Regions from separate parts of the Sus scrofa genome. Here region 2 is linked to region 1. The links are chromatin contacts, called in public HiChIP or PLAC-seq maps. All regions are on one chromosome and are shown on one strand. Each heading gives the region's core, a stretch centred on a gene start, on an enhancer-like site or on the middle of the called end of the contact. The rest is flanking DNA. Distances are from core to core; before and after follow the strand shown.

Evidence for each region. HiChIP or PLAC-seq counts read pairs in DNA pulled down with a chosen protein or histone mark.
Region 2: an H3K27ac HiChIP or PLAC-seq map of alveolar macrophages shows a contact between it and region 1. The contact joins two enhancer-like sites. A contact is called at or near these places in 1 of 47 Hi-C or Micro-C datasets (embryonic fibroblasts) and 1 of 2 datasets of contacts at active chromatin or transcription factors (alveolar macrophages).

Annotation. Positions count from the first base shown.
Region 1 is chr6:105,901,050-105,904,844 of Sscrofa11.1, forward strand. The region is part of intron 2 of COLEC12 (collectin-12); the gene reads left to right. Among named protein-coding and RNA genes, the nearest start is that of COLEC12, 95 kb to the left of the region's middle. Within about 2 kb of position 1,857, at least 7 of the 83 cell types and tissues checked have an H3K27ac peak or open chromatin away from gene starts, as enhancers often do. A contact at or near this core is called in alveolar macrophages, where this site is marked.
Region 2 is chr6:106,017,855-106,021,649 of Sscrofa11.1, forward strand. The region is part of intron 1 of LOC110261178 (a long non-coding RNA gene); the gene reads right to left. Among named protein-coding and RNA genes, the nearest start is that of THOC1, 20 kb to the right of the region's middle. Within about 2 kb of position 2,022, at least 7 of the 83 cell types and tissues checked have an H3K27ac peak or open chromatin away from gene starts, as enhancers often do. A contact at or near this core is called in alveolar macrophages, where this site is marked.

The sequences.
Region 1 (3,795 bases), core at 607-3,106:
AGGGGACCTAAATTTCATCTGTCAGTGGGAGGGAGAGCAGAGAATCAGTGGTCATCTTTAACCTACCACAGGTGGTAAATAAAGAATTTAGCCTATCTACAAAAAAGAGATTTTTCTTTCTATCCTACTCTGCACTTGCCTTAAAAAGGTAAATTTTCAACTACAATTCATTTCAGAGTTTGTTCTATATAAAGATCGCTGACTGCAAATGTTTTGATGGGAAAATTTCAATCTCCTACTCAAATTATGACTTCGGAACTATCTAAAATATATACATGCATGTATGCAGATATTCAAATGTATATGCTTAAATTTATTAGGTATTTTCCAAAGAACACTAAGATGTATTATCTGTCCCCTACCTCTGTTCTTAGGTGTTAGTATCTTCAGGTTGTAGTTGAGGAAGCTGAGGATCTGTATGGTGAAGTGTTCTAGATCACATAGCTACTAATGGTGGAAGAGGGAGGATCAGAATTAAGTTAGCTGTATACGTTCAGTTACAGCTTCCTTGAATTCTGTAATACAGGTAGAAGTAAGCCAAAGACTATGGGAAGGCTTTCTAATAGATGTCATCATTTGGATGTTTATCTCCTAACATGAAGAAAAGATTGCATGGTTCTTCTAAAGTATTTTTGCACCCATTTTTTAAATGATTTTTTTTTTTCCATTATAGTTGGTGTCGCACCCATTTTTTATTTTGTTCTACATGCTAATCTCATGAGAAAGGTATTATTATTTTTTGTATTATTATTATTATTATTATTATTATTTTGTCTTTTGTCTTTTTAGGGCTGCACCTGTGGCATATGGAAATTCCCAGGCTAGGGGTCTAATCAGAGCTGTAGCCACCAGCCTACGCCACAGCCACACCCACACCAGATCCAAGCCGCGTCTGCCACCTACAACACAGCTCACGGCAATGCTGGATCCCCAACCCACTGAGTGGGGCCAGGGATTGAACCTGCATCCTCGGTGACACCAGTCGGGTTTATAACCACCTGGTTATGAACAGGGGATCCTGTTGTGGCTCAACACCAGCTCCCCCACCCGCTGAGCCACAACAGGAACTCCCAGTACCCTTTTTCTGATGAGGAAACAAAAGTACCGAGAGAGAGGTTAAGTAAACTGCTTTCACAGGTCATACAGCTAACTGGCGGAGCTAGTGCCCAAGCCCACAACTTTAAACTCTCAACACCATGATTTCTCCCTCACTGACCTCCCACCCACCCATGCCCCAGGTTTTTTGGTTTTGGAAGACTTATAACAGCATAAAACTGGCCTAGACGTCTAGGGTGGCACCATCCTCTTCACGGAGAAGAGTGGGAGGCCTCAGGAGACGGAACAACCCAAAGTAGTTAGAAAAGATCAGGGCAGCGCCAGCACCATTGGAGGAAATGGGGACACTAATTGCCGGCAGTTTGGATTTGTCTCCAGGGAGAACTCATAGTTATGATTTCTCCTGATGCATGTGAAATCAGTTGCTATAGCAATGACCAGGGTTTCTTGGAACTTGCTGACAGCAGCAGTCTTAGGAACAAACTCTCTCCTCTGTTATTTATGCTTCTGAGGCTGATGTTAATGAACTTGGCTCCACATTTCCGTACCCCCACCATGTCCACGTGCTACCATCTTCTCATGACTCTGCTTGCGCCCCTTGATAGACATGTGGACAATGGCTCTAGGAACGTGCATCATTGGTGGTCATGTTCAGGGGAAGGGGAGCTAGGCCGATGGCAAGAAGGACAAAGCAGGAGTTTGGAATCTGGATCTGAACCTGTATCGATGAATATTTAGGTAGACCCAATATCTCATACACATCTATAGCTGTCACAGAGAGACTAGGAAATAAGTGAGTTTAGTTCAGCCTGAAGCAACATTAAGAAACACTTCCCTCTTTTTCATTTAGATGTGAGCAGCATGTCTGAATGTCAGCTGAGGCTACAGGATGCATTTCCTAGCACCCCATAGCGTCCCCATAGCGTCCTCTTTCTCTCCTCTAACTCCTACTTGCTTTGGGACCTTTATCCTACCCATTCCTTTTCCCCAGTGTTCTTGGTGTGACTGGTTCCTTGCCATTCAATCTCTACTTGATAAGCATCTCCTGGCTTCCTTGAGTCCCCAAGCTCAAAGCAGCCCCTTGGACTCTGCATAGTGTTGACCTGATATTATCATGTTCCTTTACTTGTTTATATCACATCTTCTCCCCAAAGTTCTGGGGGTGGGGACTTTAGGTTGGTCACCACTGTAACCCTTAGAACAATGCCTGGCCCAGTGCTCAACGAGACATATAAAATGAGTGAAGCAGTCCCAGTTACTGCCATTCTTTAAACCTCACATCCCTGCCCTGCATCTGCTGGATCCCCACATGCAATGCCCATTCCCTCCCTTCTTCCTTTTCTAGCCCTGCCATTAGCCAGACTTCAACTCATGCCATCGAGAATGCAGGGTAGGACTTCTAACCTTAATATTCTTATTAGTTTAAGAAAGTTAAAAAAAAAATCAAAATGACAAAACAGGACTTCCCATTGTGGCTCAGTGGTTAATGACCTCACTAGTATCCATGAGGACTTATGTTCAACCCCTGGCCTTGCTCAGTGGGTTAAGTATCTGGCATTGGCATGAGCTGTGGTGTAGGTCACAGATGCGGCTTGGATCCCACGTTGCTGTAGCTGTGGTGTAGGCCAGCAGCTGCAGCTCTGATTCAACCCCTGTCTAGCCTGGGAATCTCCCTATGCCACAGGTGCAGTCCTAAAAAGACAAAAGACAAAAAAAAAAAAAAAAAAAAAAAAAGATAATGTGAGAAAAAGAATGTATATATGTATGTGTGACTGGCTGTCTTTACTGTACTGTAGAAAATTGACAGAACACTGAAAACCAGCTCTAATAGAAAAGATAAAAATCATTTAGAGGGAAAAAAAGTAATACGGGCATGGTTTGTGTGCCTCAAAACAATTAGAATAGTAATGTCACAGATTACCATAATAAAAATAATAATAATGAAAAAAGTTTGATGTGAAAAAAATAAAATAAAGTTTAAGTACAGAGACCTAGCAGAGCTGGTGCTTCCCCATGACATGCACTTCCCCCTACCAAGAGAGCTCCATGAACAGTGTCACCACCGTGTCAGGGAGCAAGCAGAGCCTCAAAGAGTCCCCACACCCGGTTACCTCCCTGCTCCTAAGGAAAGCAATTCCTTGTGAGAGAGGAGGCACAGAAGATGCTTAAATGAATCCTGGAATTTCTCTGGGATACAGTAACAAGACATTTAATCAAAATTTATAGAGAGCAATTTGACGCATAACTTGGCAGTGACTCTTCCTTTACAGATTTTCAGCCTCTGAGCAAATCCTTCTTTTCTTCCTTTCCTCCATATCCGAAAATCTTCTAAAACCCAGTCCTGGTTCATGTTTCCATCACCTACCATGGCCAGCGTGTGGTAAGTGCCTCACTCCATGTTCCTGGCTGGCCTCTGCTATTTTCAGCAGGCTTTTGCTTTTTGATGAAACAATTCCCAAATTGAATTTTTTCTGGGTCAACACCCATAACATGTCAGGTTTGAATTTTGATCTGTGAGATCTTTATGACTCTTTAAGCGAAGAAGAAAATAGAAACTCAAGAATCCAGAAAAAGCCTAAAAAGTCATCTCCCCATGCCATAAATATTTTCCCCACATCTACTAGCATCATGATAACTCATTTGAGGGCAGAGAAAATCAGTAGCCTGACCAGGAACCAGGGCTATTGGCTATCATTTCTCATTTATTTTTCTTGAGTCCAGCTTTTTTTAAGCCTGACA
Region 2 (3,795 bases), core at 772-3,271, 120 kb after region 1:
TTAAAGGGTCTGACATTGCCGCAGCTGCAGGGCGGGCCACAGCTGTGGCTGGGATCTGATCCCCGGCCTCCATAAGACACGTGGCAGCGAAAAAAAAAAAAGAAAAAGAAAAAAATGTTATGGGAACTACTACCTGGCTTTGCCGCTTAGTGAAGGTGTAGGCCTTTCATTCTAGAAAGATTGAAAGTAAGGTATTTTGTCTCAAGAAGTAGATATACAGTTAACCTGGAATTTTTGAGTGTTTTCTGCATTAACAAGTCTCAAAAAACAAATGCCAGAGAGGGTATGGAGAAAAGGGTACCTTCCTTCTCTGTTAGTGAAAATGTAAATTGGTACAACCACTATGGAAAACAATATGGAGGTTCCTCAGAAAACTAAATATAGAACTACCATATGATCCAGCGATCCCACCCCTGAGCATATATCCAGACAAAACTTTCATTCAAAAAGATACATGCATCCCTATGTTCATTGCAGTACTAATTCACAATAGCCAAGACATGGAAACAACCTAAATGTCCATTGACAGACAAATGGATTAAGATGTGGTACATATACGCAATGCAATACAACTCACCCATAAAAAAGAACAAATTAATCTGATTTGCAGCAACATGGATGGAACTAAGACTCTCATACTAAGTGAAGTAAGAAAGAGAAAGACAGGAGTTCCCGTTGTGGCGCAGTGGTTAACAAATCCGACTAGGAACCATGAGGTTTCGGTTTGATCCCTGGCCCTGCTCAGTGGATTAACGATCCAGTGTTACCATGAGCTGCGGTGTAGGTCGCAGACACAGCTTGGATCTGGCGTTGCTGTGGCTCTGGCACAGGCCGGGGGCTACAGCTCCGATTAGACCCCTAGCCTGGGAACCTCCATATGCCGCAAGAGTGGCCCAAGAAAATGGCAAAAAGACAAGACAAAACAAAAAAGAAAAGAAAAGAAAAAAGAAAGAGAAAGACAAATACCACATGATATCACTTATATGTGGAATCTAAAATATGACACAAATGATCCTATCTACAAAATAGAAACAGACTCTCAGACATAGAGAACAGACTTGTGGTTGCTGGAGGGGAAGTGGGGGGAGGAAGTGGGATGGACTCCGGGTTTGGGGTTGGTAGATGCAAACTATTACATTTAGAATGGATGAGCAATGAAGTCTTGCTGTATAGTACAGGAAACTATAACCAGTCTACTGGGACAGACCGTGATGGAAGATAACATGAGAAAAAGAATGCATATATATATATATGTATGTATGACTGGATCACTATGCTGTACAGCAGAAACTGACACAACACTGTAAATCAACTCCACTCTAAAAAAAAGAAAACAAAAATAAAAATAATTATTTTCCAAAAATAACAATAAAACCTTGCATTAAATGAAACTGGTTAAGTGCCTTGTGTACTATGAAATTCCTTTGATGAGTGAGTCACATTATTTATGGACTGTTGGAAGACCAACCTTTTATTGTACAAATTGCCAACTGATCATTTGGAAAGGAACCAAAGAGTCAGGAAGAGCTCCTTCTCACAGTAATGCAGAAAGACACACAAAGCATGACCCAGATATCGAAAGGGGCCGGCACTGCTAGCAGAAGCCATTCATGATTGAGTGAGGACACTGCTGCCTGGAATCTCTAATAACAAAGAAAACATGGAGGAAAAGGTGGAGAGAAACACTGCCCAGGGTGAAATACAATGGGGAGACCAGAAGGATCAGGGAGGGGTCTGGCTTCAGTGAACAAACAAGATGTAAAAGGATCCCATTTTTCTAGTCTCCCAAAAATCTGAATCCAACTAGACAACATATTTGATTGCAAGTATTTATCTTTTCCATGCATTCCATCTCAGTTAGAATGAAGAGAAGAGGATATTAATTTGGATAACACTAGCTGCTATAACAAACAGCCCCTCAAAAAAGTATAAATGGCTCAAAGACCACAGAAATTTCCTTCCCACAATTCAGTGTGAGGGAGATACTGTTTGGCAGCTCTCTCTTACGTGGCCATTCAGGAACCCAGGCTCCATCCATTTTTTGACTGTGTCATTTCCTAGGGCTTTGTCATCTTCTGCTCAAGACACTAAAAGGGGAACAAGTATGAAAAGGGCACTTAAGAACCCTGCCTCCCAGAAAAAGAATGTGTGTGTACATACATACACACACACACACACACACCCCTACAACTGGGTCACTTTGCTGTACAGCAGAAATTGACAGAACTTTATCAATCAACTATAATTTTTAAAAAAATGTTTTTCAAACCCTGCCTCTTGGAGTTTCTGTCGTGGCTCAGTGGTTAACGAATCCAACTAGGAACCACGAGGTTGCAGGTTTGATCCCTGGCCTTGCTCAGTGGGTTGAGGATCAGGCGTTGCCATGAGCTGTGGGTAGGTCACAGACCTATCCTGATTTGCTGTGGCTGTGATGGAGGCCGGCAGCTTAGACCCCTAGCCTGGGAACTTCCACATGCTGAGGGTGTGGCCCTAGAAAAAGGTAAAAAGACAAAAAAAATAAATAAATAATAAAAAAATAAAACAATAAAACACTGCCTCTTAAAATTCTGCCTCTTGGAGTTCCCTTCATGGCTTAAGCGGTTAACGAACCCAACTAGTATCCATGAGGATGTGAGTTTGATCCCTGGCCTCGCTCAAAGGGTTAAGGATCCGGTGTTGCCGGGAGCTGTGGTGTAAGTCAAGCACTTGGCTCTGATTTGGTGTTGCTGTGGCTGAGGTGTAGGCTGGCAGCCATAGCTCCAATTCAATCCCTAGCCTGGGAACTTCCATATGCTGAGGGTGTAGCCCTTAAAAAAAAAAAAAAAAAAAGGCAAAAAAACCTCTGCCTCTTGGGAGTTCCCTCATGGTTCAGCAGGTTAAGGATTCAGCCTTGTCACTGCTGTGGTTCTGGTTATAGCTATGATGCAGGTTTGATCGCTGGCCAAGGAATGTCAGCACGTGGCAGGTGTGGCCAAAAACAAACAATGAACAAATGAAAATAACACCCTGCCTCTTAAAAACCCTAGCTTGAGAACGACATCACAAATCATTGCCTAGAACTTCGCCGCAAGGGTGCAAAGAAATGTAGTCTAGCTGAATGCCCAAAGAAAAAGAAGAAATGGATTTCTTGGTCAATGTCCAACCAGCTGCTTAGAAAAAAATGAATGCTTTATTCATTTCTGCATGAATGCCTTCTGCTGTGCATTACATGTTAGTGGTAAGTAAACATTAGTAAAACGGAGTGTTTGAGTAACTACTGAGATCACAGTAGTAATAATTATTAACTTACTAAGAGCTAGTAATGTGTGCATTCCTAAATTATTTATACATGTTATCTTATTTAGTCCTTGAAGTTTTGTGTACTTTTAAAGATGAGAAAACGGGCACGGAGAGACACATTGAAAGTCACATAGCTGGAGAGTGGCAAGCTTGAATTTGAATCCAGATTCCTCATTCCTATCCACTATGCCTTGCTTTCTCCCAGAGTGTAACTTTTAACCATAACTTTTACTTGTGCATATAGCAACTAGCTTTTAGAATACTGTCACCTGAAATTTAATATGACGTGTCTCGAGTGGATATAAATGGATGGGGTCAGTGTGACAATTTTTAAGTCTGGAGCTTCCATTGTAATGATAACCTTTTTTATGGAGTTCCCATAGTAGCTCAGTGGAAACAAATCCAACTAATAACCATGAGGTCGCTGGTTCGATCCCTGGCCTCAGTCCGTGGGTTGAGGATGCGGCGTTGCTGTGAGCTGTGGTGTGGGTCGCAGACACAGCTTGGATCTGGCTT